Regions from separate parts of the Mus musculus genome. Here all the other regions are linked to region 2. The links are chromatin contacts, called in public HiChIP or PLAC-seq maps. All regions are on one chromosome and are shown on one strand. Each heading gives the region's core, a stretch centred on a gene start, on an enhancer-like site or on the middle of the called end of the contact. The rest is flanking DNA. Distances are from core to core; before and after follow the strand shown. Region 1 overlaps Gm33363 (a long non-coding RNA gene). Region 2 holds the start of Slc44a3 (solute carrier family 44, member 3). Region 3 has its middle 20 kb from the start of F3.

Region 1 (3,788 bases), core at 501-3,000, 160 kb after region 2:
AAGAGTTTTTCTGTGACATATACTCGTGTGTGTGTGTGTGTGTGTGTGTGTATGGCATCTGCATTTATAGTGTTCATACATACATGAGTATATGGGATCATGCGGGGACATGTGCATGACTGTACATGTGACAGCCAGATGCCTTCCTTACTCATTCTCCACTCACTGCGACAGAGTCTCTCACTGAACCCAGAGCTCGCAGGCCAGCCAACTCTGTGGGGATTCCTGCCTCCACCTCTCCCCTGCTGGGATTGGAGGCAGGCCACCACTCCCACCTTGATTTCTTACCTATATCCATCCCAGTGATCTGGACTCTGTCTGACAACTGATTTCTCCAGTGAGCCATCCCCCAGTCCTGCAGTTTGGGCGTTCATCACCAGCAGTCCCATCGTTAGCTATATTTCCCTAGAGATTGCAAATGTATTTCATGAAAACAAACAAACAAACCACAATATTCACAACATCATTACATAAAACAGCCCCAAACCAGGAATTACTGAAATGTCCGTCAACTATTAAATGGGTAAATGAAATGTGCCAGGTAGAGACAGACAATGGAATATTATTCAATCGATAAAAGGAATGGAATAGGGACTAGGGAGATGGCTCAGTCAAATGTGCTTGTCATGTAAGGATGAAGGCCAGAGGTCAGGCTCCCAGCGCCCATGTGATAAATCAGGCATAGCAGCATGTTCCTGCAGTACAGTTCAGGGTTAGGGGCAGCAGAGAGATGCTGATCAACAGAACTTGCTGGCCAGCCAGTCTATCTCTACCAGTAAACTCAAATTCAGTGAAAAAAACCACATCTCAAAGAATAAGATGGAGGGTGACTGAGAAGGACATTGTACTTCAGTATGTATAGTTACATGCACTCATGAGTGTGTACATACCCTATACCACACACATACACACCATACACTACCACACACACACACGCACACATGCACTGTATTCTATCAGTGAAACTTGAAAATACTATGTTAAGTGAAAGAAGCTAGTAACAAAAGACAAATAAATCCTTCTTATAAATGACCAATCCACAGAGAGAAATTGGGCCAGCAGAATCCGAGGGCAGTGGAAGGTGACATGGAAGAGTTACTTCTAACACATGTGAGTTATGTGTGTCTGGAATTCGTAATCATGGTCATACAACTGTGAATGTACTAAAACCCACTGAACTACACATGGGTGGATTTTATGTGAATTATATCCCAGTGGAAACCACTATGGCCAGCATGGAATAACTTGCTCCTTCAAGCTCAGTAAAGTGGTCTCATTTTTAATCACACCAGCATGGCCTCTCCTGCCCCCTGGGCCAGTGTGACGGAAATGTACTAGACTTTTTTTTCTTTTTTTTCCAGACAAGGTCTCACTATGTAGGCCTGGCTCTCCTGGAACTCCCTATGTAGAACAAAGAGACTGGCCTCAAACTCGCAGAGATCCCATGCCTCTGCCTCTCAAGTGCTGGGGTCAAAGGCATGCACCATGTCTGGCATTATAGTTTTCAAATTGGTCTTTTACGCCTCAGCTTCTCTCTTCCCTCTGAACTGTCTTTTCCTGAATTTGAGGTCCTTAGCTACTTGGAACACACCTGAAGTGACATTTGCACTCAGAGTCCTGATATGATCACTCTCTGGAAGAGTGAACCCAGCCACACTGCAGAGGAACTCAAGGCTCACGGATGGGCAGGCTGTGCGTAGACACCGTGTTGACAGATCTTAGTACAAACTTGAGTCATGGTGCTTCAGGCCTTGGATCTTCGAGCTGAGCCTGTTGAGTCACTCCTAGCCCTTTTAGTGTCCTCCACCCCCCTGTCTCCCCACTGAAGCTCAGACACCATGAAGCTGAAGAAGCCTTTCCTTCTAGACCCTGTGAAGTGCTGACCCACAGAGTCTGTGGGCTTCATTAAATGATGCTTGTTTCCCACCGCTAATTTGTAAATTGATGCAGAGCAACAGGTAATTAGGGCCGGAAATACAGCTAAGTCTAATGTGTGCATGGTTTCCAGCCTGGCACTGCAAATAAAATGAAAAGCTAACTGGAAAAATAACTTTCAGAAGAAGCCAGTTTCTCCAAGTTCGGTTACTTTGGCTTACTATTAAAAGAGGAAGCAATCTCTTGCCCCCAAGGCGAATGGAAGATGTGCTCCTACATCAGGAGAGGAACAGGATTTTTCTCTTCCCCTCCTTGGGTTGGCCTCATGTCACAGTGAAAGAGAAACCAGTGGATGCTTGGAAATCTTTTAACCATATGCAGATGAATAAGCAAATGGCTGGACTCGAATCCTAATCTCTTTTCCTTTCCTGTGGAGCTGAGATTTTTGTTTCCACTCTTAAACTGGAGCCTTTGAAACAGAAGTCATGTGTCTCTTAACATGACGATTAGCAGCAAGAATGTGAAAAAGGAGATAGCCAGGAAGTGTGAAGCCTTAATTAACACCCAAGTCATTTGCCTGAAAGCAAGAACAATGTTTTTGGCAGGGAAGTATGAAATCAGCTTTTCTGTCTATTTGGAACTCTCAAAGCCCACCCCCCACCTTAGTCTTTTAAAATATTGATTTCACGTTTAATGACTTTATAAAAAGAACTTTAAAAAAGTTTTCAGCCTGGCTCCCGTGACTGAGACATGGTCATCTTCTGTAAGAATTTGGGGGGGGGGGCTCGCCCCATTTCAGGGCCCCATGTGGCTGCAGACCCTCTGGAGATACAAATACTGGCTAGAATAAAACTGAAGAAAAGCCAAGCAACAGCAGGAGGGATGGAAGAGGCTGGAACGGCAGGCTCTTGTCTCTTCTCAAAAAGAGGGGGTGTGGGGGGAGATGGCTTCGTTCTTCGTTCAAGAGAAGGGAAGGGAAAGAAGACAGTTTATGGAAATACTATACACAGAGCTGTCCGGGAGACGTCGACAAATCAAAAGCCCAAACCAGTCCTTATCCGGTCCCAACCTAGTAGGCAGATTAAAAGAGGCTCAGTTCTCAAACTGATTTTTCCTGAATTATCTGGGCCTAAGATCATGCAGAGTATGTGAACGGGCCTGAGCCATGGTCACCGACAGTCCACAAGCATGCAGGCTGAGCCAATAGAGGCCAGACAGACAGAGCGAGACTAAAATGCTCTCCTTAAGATCTTACTGAAAGTCTTCTGACTCCCAGGTCTGTCACCAGAGAGGGAAAGGGAACACGCAGATGAAACAGCTGTAGCCACGCCCCATCCCGCAGCAATGTGGGCAGGCAGCGGGTAAACACATGGGCAATTGCTACAGAAGCATCCGGCGTCATTTCTAGTTCTTCCGTACTATGTGCGAGCGAGCGTTTCCACAGTTAAAAGGTCCAAAGCAGGGAGAGATGACTCTGCAGGTACAAGTGCTTGCTGCTCTTGCAGAGGACCCAGCTTCAACACCCAGCACCCACAGGGTGACTCGCAACCACCTGTTACTCCGGCTCCAGGAGATACCATGTCCTCTTCTGAGTGTACCAGACATGCATGTATGCACATACACCCGTACAGGTAAAACATTCACACACACACCCCCAATGTTAAAAAGAAATAAATCATTGAACAATTTTAAGTTCTAAAAGTAGGGCTGGCAAAGATAGATAAAGTGTTAACACGAGCAACGAAAATAAATCCAGTCGGGCAGCGGTGGCGCATGCCTTTAATCCCAGCACTGGGGAGGCAGAGGCAGGCGGATTTCTGAGTTTGAGGCCAGCCTGGTCTACAGAGTGAGTTCCAGGACAGCCAGGGCTACACAGAGAAACCCTGTCTTGAACACCCCCCACCCCAAAAAAA
Region 2 (3,628 bases), core at 166-2,665:
TATTTAAGCCTCTCCATCCATCGGTTCTGGTACTAATTTGTTTGAGATGCTGTGGCTAAACTGTGCTCTTTCTGTAGTTGTGCAAATGTCTACTTGAAGGGGGGACTCTAGGGGATGAATTCAGGGCCCCCTGGAAATCCAGCTACTCGTTCTGAGAAGCCTGCATTCAGGAATGTTCTGAGAGCTAAGAGTGAGAAGGAAGATAATTAGCCTGGAAGGGATTCCTCCCCGCACAGCAGAGATCCATTAAGGATCATTACCCTCTAACCACTCCCTGGTTATTTTTTAATATAATATTTGTACTATCTTTTACTATTTCTATACATACATGCAATATATCCTGATGCTATTCGCCTCTAACTTCCACCGAATTACTCACACAAGTCTCTGAGAACATCCCAAAAGAGGAAGCAGAAAGATTGTAATAGCCAAAGGTCGGAGAGGACCAGAGCGAAATAATATCTTCTGAAACATGACGGGACCTCTGCACTTAGTGGGCTAGCAGCCTGACGGTGTGGAGGGGCAGGTAGATGGGTTGGGGCAGAGAAAGGGGACCGAGAAGGAAAGTCCTCCGCAGCCCTTTTTAAAACTCCTCACCTCAGCAGCGCTTTGGTGCCCACCTGAATGTTGAAGAGAAAACTGTTCTTGCCAGGGACATTCACACTGGATGTGCTTCAAAGGGTGCCCACTGGAAAATCAGATGATGATGCAAAGAGGAGGGAAGTGAGCACCCCACACACAAAAGGGAGAGAAAGAGACCTACTGATAGACAGACAGAGAGAGAGAGAGGAGAGAGGAGAAAGACAGGAGAGAGAGAGAGAGAGAGAGAGAGAGAGAAAGAGAGAGAGAGAGAGAGAGGGAGGGAGGGAGGGAGGGAGGGAGGGAGGGGGAGAGGAAGAGGGAGAGGGAAGGAGGGAGGAAGAGAGAGAGAAAGGAGAGAGAGAGAGACAGGAGAGAGAGAGAGAGAGAGAGAGAGAGAGAGAGAGAGAGAGAGAGAGAGATATTAAATCAGTCCTCTGAGGGCTTTGTGTTCCTGGGACTCACGCTGGAGAAGATTCAGCCTTATAGAAATAGCAGCTGGAATGATAGACACTGAGCCCCTTGACAGAGTGTCGCCATTGCTGTCTGATCTTAGCTCAAGGATGACAACAGATTGCAACTTGATGCGCCTGGAAGAGAACTGGTGAACCTTTCAGGGCAGGATTCGGCACACACAAAGCACCACTTACCTGTGTGTGACACACCCCTGCAAGCTCCCCGCCCTCAGGAATGATCCCTGAGGCCTCACTTCTAACTCCAGGCGCTGGCAACGGGCCCAGGCGTCGCACAGTGGTCAGGAGCACTTCCTGGGAACCGGTGCTGCGCAGGTGCCACCCCCGCTCCCAGCAGGTCCTCCCAGCCTAAAGCCACCACGGAAAGGGCGTGTCTAGGGGACCAGCGCCCTGGACCTCTAGGAGGCGCTGAGCCCTGCTCGCCCTGCCGCCCCTCCTGGGCCACTTGGCCCGGTCGCCGCACCTCTGTCCCGTGTGCAAGGCGACCACCGCCGCCGCCAATCCCAGATGCCGGGTACCATGCAGTGCTTGGGCGCCGAGTACCTGGTAAGAGCGACAACTTGAGTCCTGAGAGAAGCGGCCTCTGCGGGCACCTACCTGCACAGACAGGACGCTTCCGGCTCCTCTGTCCTTTGGGAGATAAACCACTTTCTCTCAGTGACACCGCTCCTTTAAAGACACCTGGCACTGAGGACCCAGTACCTGACACAAGTGTTGGGCTGAGGCCAGGAAGGCGCAAGGGACTAGGGGGTGAGGGGTGTCTTACCTCTAGTAAGAACTTGGCCCCCGGGGGGGTTTCACATCCATCCTGCAGAGAGCTGATCTTCCCCAGTGATAGAGTTGAGTTGCTTTAGCAGCCTTTGGAGAGGTTTCGGTTCGGTTGATTTCACCTAACTGTTTCTCTTGCTTTTCTCAACTCTCCGTTTTCCTGGAAGGTTTCTGCAGAGAAAACAAGGCAAAGAGAATGGCGACCCCAAATTTATAGAAAATGCACCGATACACCGTGGCTAGTCTTGTTCTTTCTCTTTTGGACTGGTTTGGTAAGTATGGCTGCTTGGCAGGCCTAAATCCCGGGTGTGTGTCCAGATACAAGTGTGTCTTAGACGTTACTGGTTTAAAGTTTATGCTGCAAGGACAAACTTCTGTGATTGGTTTAGAATGACCATGAGTTAAGAAATTCTTGTTCTGGGATTTCACAATCTCCTAAACTCTCTGGGAAGACTGCCTTCCTGCCGGAGACCAAGATTTATTGGGTAATTCCATTAGGATATGGAGAATCACAGCTTGCAGCAGTGCCTTTCTTCTTTGGCTTTGTAAGCTCTCAGAGTGGAAGTCCTTTTACATCATCCATACCCCTCAGTCAAGTATTTCTCAACATTTGCTGTTTTCTAGCATAGGAAAAAGTCAAGGTCTAGAAAGAGACTGCTTTTTTAAAAACTGTGTACACACAGAGTTATACACACACACACACACACATACATGCACGGCCTTGATCTACTGTGTTTAACTTGATGCAACCCCTCTCATAGCACACTTGTATACACGATCGATGGTAGACCCTACCAGACCCTGCCGTGACATCCGAGGAGTCTCTCAGAGCTGAGTCTTGACACTTATTCTTAGAGCTTCATTCACTTTGTTCAAAGGCTGTGCTAATGAAGTCACCCATGCCGGGTTGGGTCATGCTGTGTGCTGTATAGTTAATGATTCACTCAGGTTGCCCTATAATATCTACCTGATAGTAATTACCTTTGTTAAGAAGACTTTAGTTTGAATTGACTGTAAAAACCACATTTGTTCTTTCCAAGTAAAGGACGCATTCATTTAATTTTTAACTTTCCAAATGGTTTTGCGTAGATGTGGTTAGATACACAGAGAAAGGCTGGGCCTGGATGTGTTTGTTATTGCTGCTGCTGCTGCTACTGCCACTCATAAGGCCCTCCAAGCTCTCTTTAAGGAGCTCAGAGAAGTCTGTGTACCTACCTAGTCCTGTTGCCTTCCCTATCGTTGGTTGCCATTTCTCTCCAGTTCTGCTGTTATGTAAATATAGGGAGCAGCTGTCCCTCCTGCGTCTGCAGCTTTGACCTTGGGCTGTTAATGTTATTTAATGATCCTCCCTTGCCCCTCTGCTGCTCAAACTCTCAGGCTGCCTAGAGAGAAGATCGCATATGGCCCTTCCCAGCCTAAAGAATTATTAGCCGGCTGAGACATTGCACACCCTGAGCTGGAAACTGCAGAGAAAGTACACTTTGTTTGTAAGAGAAATCTAAAGGTTTCCATATGCCCAGATTCTCTTCACTGTGTTAGGCATAAGAGTTCTTTTTTAGCTGACTGGCTTCTTTCATCTTCTGCAAAAATTTTAGCTTCAGATACCTGTTTAAAGCAGGACAAGGTATGTGTGTGTGTGTGTGTGTGTGTGTGTGTGTGTGTGTGTGTGTTCACTGCTGCACTTCTGGGTCTTGTGATGGATATACCAACTGACCAAGTGTAGGACAGGATTATTACTGATGGTGCTGGCCCTGGCTGGGGATAGATAAAGAGGCTTATGGGAAGATGCCAGGCTTGCATCCAGAGCT
Region 3 (3,735 bases), core at 89-2,588, 170 kb before region 2:
ACATCTGGGATTACAGACCAACACTGTCGGACTTGGCTTAAATATATTATAAATCATTATATCCTGATAACCATGACCAGGGCTAAGCTAGCTTTGCCTCAAACTATTGGAAACTTATTATCTTAAAATCTCAAGGGCATTTTAAGCAGAATAATTATTGTGTTCTTGGAAAGGGGAATAAAAAACGAGCTAATCAAAACAGAAAGGTTTGGCTTAAATTATGTCTAAGACTGGGACATAAATCTGTTTGGCCTAAATTATGTCTAAGACAGGGACCTAAAATTCCTGGGATCTTATCTTAAGAATTTTAATTCTAATTCTTAAGAATTTTGGAGATAAGTAGTAGCCGGGCATCCAAGTGTGGTGAGAAGCTAGACTGAACCCATAGTTGCCTGGGGCTGAATGGGGGTCTTAGCCACTTTGAAGTAAATACAGAGGATTCTAAGAGACCACAGGGCTTTCCTGTTGTTTACACATATTCAGTATCCTGTAGGTAGTCCTTCTGGAGAATTCCATAGACAGGGGTTCTTCCTAACTCCTTAAGACTGGAGACCTGGGGCTGGAGAGATGGCTCAGTGGGTAAGAGCACCCGACTGCTCTTCCGAAGGTCCGAAGTTCAAATCCCAGCAACCACATGGTGGCTCACAACCATCTGTAATGAGATCTAATGCCCTCTTCTGGTGCATCTGAAGACAGCTACAGTGTACTTACATATAATAAATAAGTAAATAAATCTTTAAAAAAAAAAAAAAAATAAAGACTGGAGACCTCTCCTGCCTGTTGCAGCTCTGCTCTCACGAGCATCTTTCTTTGGTTGGGGGCGGGGAGCAAAGCAGACCAAAGAAGTTTCTCCTTCATTCTCTTCTTCCCTCTCAGCATACAAATCCCACATGAAACTTTTTTTTTCAGCTTCCAAATCAGACAATAAATTTTGCTTCACAGTGTGAAGCCAAGTAATAGATGTGCATCAGTAATAGACTACTCTAGAGGCAGACTCCCCACAGTGGAATGCATAATGGAGATTAGAATGAACAGGATCCTGCTAACAGGACAGCAGGTGACTCACATAAACATATGTCTGAGTAAAAGCAGCCAGGCAGAGAAGGATAGATAGACGCCGTATGATCTCTAAGTCAAGAGAAAGAAAAAAGAATGTGGATGGAGATTCCCACCTGCGGTTCTTCTGGGGTGCTGGATACACAACTGTGTTTTTTGTTAAAACAACAACAACAACAACACTTAACCAATTTATTTGCACATCATATGTACAGTTTCTATATATTCCATTCATCCAAACCTTTAAAAAGGTTTGTGGAAAGCCAGTGAGTGACTCAGCACACTGGCCCAAGTCCCTTCAGACTATTGCTTGATACCGCTTCCTTATCGCTCAGCCTTTCTGCATGTGGTGATTGATGTCAGGAGAAAACTCTTCAAGACCTTTCAGAACATCCCATGATAGCATCCCTGATAAGCATCATCAAGGGTTTGTAATTTTTGAGGACTAGTGACTTCCAGATGTCTGTATTATTAATTTTGGAAACCTCTCGAGAAATAGACTGTTCTTGCTGGAATCATGTGAGCTAGTATCCAAACCATGCCCTTGCCAATATCTAAACCCTGCCCTTTGTGTCAGTGATCAGAGGGAGACATTTTTACCCCCAGTGGCGAGACGGCTGAGGTGGTTATGGACTGGTGCAAGCCTTGTGTACTTGGGTTCATATGAGATTTCTCACAGTTGCCTGATGTCTCAGGGGAGGGGTGAACAGCTAGGGGCATGACTCAGCAAGGCTTCAAGAAGACCGCTTAAGCCCTATCATGCGGGCAGTCTTTGAACATTGCTCTTTATATTCAGATAGTTTGACATCTGAATTCATCTAGAGATTATTAAGGAAGAAAATAAATCAAGTGAGTATCTTAGCTCATCTTTATATGTCTTTAATGAAAGAGCAAGGGCTTAAAGTAGCTTCATGTTCATGATGACATAGGAACCCAGACCTCTCCCATGATCATCAGAAGGGCAATCTTAAGATCGTTTTCAAACTCTTGAGTCTCTAAACATGTGTATGTAGTTTGAATCTTTAAATAGATGACTCTGGAGTAAATATATTATGAAAAGCTTCATTTAACTATGGGTTAGCAGCCAAATAAAATAATACATCCTATATTTTAATGAAACTATTTTAGTTTTGTCTTCAATTTCATATCTCTCTCTCTCTCTCTCTCTCTTTCCTCTCCACACTCTCTCCATTCTCCTCTCTCTCCTCCTTCTCCTCCTCTCTCCTCTCCTCTCAGGAAGCTCAAAACATCTGTGTCAGGGTAGAATTTACAAGAATGTAACTGTTGTAAGGAGGCTGAGAATTAAAGCCCCCAAATGTGAGATTTCTAAGGACTGTCCATCAAACCTCCCTTCCTTCAGAAGCAGACACCATGTCTGAAGAAGGCACCTGACCCGAGTGATGTGCAGTTGAGTCTGGGAGAGCCTCAAGCCACTGCTGAGCTGGCCCACAGTTCTCCATGCCAGCAGTGTGGTGGGAGACAGTGAGAAACTGGGAGACACTTGGACTCTTGGCTCTGAGGGAACACCTCTCTTCATTAACTTTGAGTAATCTTCTTCTCTGAGTTTCCTTATATTCAAAGTAAACATTAAGGTTCCTTCCTATACATCTAGAACTGCTGGGTCAAAGCTGAGACAGTTTGGGGAGCCCATTTTTTCCCCCAAATCAGCACTTCGAGTTTTGTCCTTCACAAAATCCTGAAGCTCACTGAATACTGAAAGCACTTCACAGGCGGTCTATGTTTGTTTGTTTGTTTGTTTGTTTTGGAACATGAAATGATTTCATGCTAACTAAAGTAACATCTAGCATGCTCACCCATTTAATCAGACTGCCACGACTATTTTGCTTAGCCAGAGCCAAAGCTTCACATACATTAAATATCACATCTTCAAATGCTTCTGTCAACAGGACCGCCCTGAGCCATATCTGGTTCACAGGATCTGTTCTCCATGCCTCCACCTACAAGAAATGACCTGGAGTGCCCTGCTGACCGAGGATGTTGTAAGAGATAGCTCAGTGGTTAAGAGCACTCTCTGCTCTTCCAGAGGACATGGGTTCAGTTTCCAGCCACCATGGCAGTTAACAACTGTCTGCAGCTGCAGTTCCAGAGGGTCTGATAGCCTCTTCTGTCCCCCAAAGCACTTTATGCGCACAGTACACAGACATGCATGCAAGCAAAACACCCATGCATGTCACATAAAAATACAAGAAGTATAGAAGGGGGAGGAAGAGGAGGAGGAGGAAGAGGAGGAAGAAGAAGAGAAGAGAAAGAGAAGCAGCTCTTTTGAATTCTGACTAGCAGGACAAAATAAAACTCTATAGACTTTGATTTTTGCACAGCTGTCTACTAGTATTAGAACCAAGAAAAGCCGGCCAGCGAGATGTCACAGTGTGCCAAACCTGATGACCCGAGTTTTATCTTGAGGACCCCCATAGTCGGAGAGAACTGATTCCTGCAAGATCTCCTCTGACTTTCACACATTCTTCAGTGCTACGTATATCCCTCCAATAAATGTAATTTAAAACGTTATAAAGGAGAAATGTCTCAGCAAATAACCCTGAGTGTTCAGTGGCAGTTCCAGCTAATGGGGCATCAGTCACGGATGGAAGTAAGTCTGTTTCTGTATGGAAGCTGGCAGGAGTGTCTGTGCCATGCTTGCTGGAGGGCAGCAAGCCCAGG

The links. HiChIP or PLAC-seq counts read pairs in DNA pulled down with a chosen protein or histone mark.
Region 1: a contact with region 2 is called in a FOXA1 HiChIP or PLAC-seq map of pancreatic cancer cells. The contact joins the enhancer-like site here to the promoter of Slc44a3 in region 2. A contact is called at or near these places in 5 of 39 promoter capture datasets (the 3T3-L1 cell line, embryonic stem cells, hematopoietic stem and progenitor cells and 1 more), 1 of 484 Hi-C or Micro-C datasets (morula), 4 of 115 datasets of contacts at active chromatin or transcription factors (embryonic stem cells, pancreatic cancer cells and stem cell-derived neural progenitor cells) and 4 of 9 other capture datasets (adipose tissue, embryonic stem cells, liver and 1 more).
Region 3: a contact with region 2 is called in an HNF4G HiChIP or PLAC-seq map of pancreatic cancer cells. The contact joins the enhancer-like site here to the promoter of Slc44a3 in region 2. A contact is called at or near these places in 11 of 39 promoter capture datasets (the C10 cell line, the HPC-7 cell line, HPC-7-derived erythroid cells and 7 more), 1 of 15 datasets of contacts at CTCF or cohesin (the NIH/3T3 cell line), 11 of 484 Hi-C or Micro-C datasets (the AML12 cell line, the C10 cell line, the HPC-7 cell line and 7 more), 11 of 115 datasets of contacts at active chromatin or transcription factors (the HPC-7 cell line, bone marrow-derived macrophages, embryonic basal ganglia and 6 more) and 3 of 9 other capture datasets (adipose tissue, liver and macrophages).

The regions. Positions count from the first base shown.
Region 1 is chr3:121,370,018-121,373,805 of GRCm38.p6, reverse strand. Gm33363 (a long non-coding RNA gene) reads right to left here. Exons shown (of 4, transcript XR_867593.1): 2 at 289-405. Among named protein-coding and RNA genes, the nearest start is that of Gm33363, 2.9 kb to the right of the region's middle. Within about 2 kb of position 1,750, at least 56 of the 459 cell types and tissues checked have an H3K27ac peak or open chromatin away from gene starts, as enhancers often do. A contact at or near this core is called in pancreatic cancer cells, where this site is marked.
Region 2 is chr3:121,530,131-121,533,758 of GRCm38.p6, reverse strand. Slc44a3 (solute carrier family 44, member 3) reads left to right here and starts at 1,415. Exons shown (of 15, transcript NM_145394.3): 1 at 1,415-1,598; 2 at 1,988-2,092. The coding sequence starts at 1,560. Gm38684 (a long non-coding RNA gene) reads right to left here and starts at 2,182. Exons shown (of 2, transcript XR_376017.4): 1 at 1,819-2,182; 2 at 1,295-1,682. It overlaps A530020G20Rik (a long non-coding RNA gene), which reads right to left and starts at 815. Exons shown (of 2, transcript XR_867597.1): 1 at 621-815; 2 at 1-184.
Region 3 is chr3:121,701,349-121,705,083 of GRCm38.p6, reverse strand. No RefSeq gene overlaps it. Among named protein-coding and RNA genes, the nearest start is that of F3, 20 kb to the left of the region's middle. Within about 2 kb of position 1,338, at least 25 of the 459 cell types and tissues checked have an H3K27ac peak or open chromatin away from gene starts, as enhancers often do. A contact at or near this core is called in the NIH/3T3 cell line, adipose tissue and pancreatic cancer cells, where this site is marked.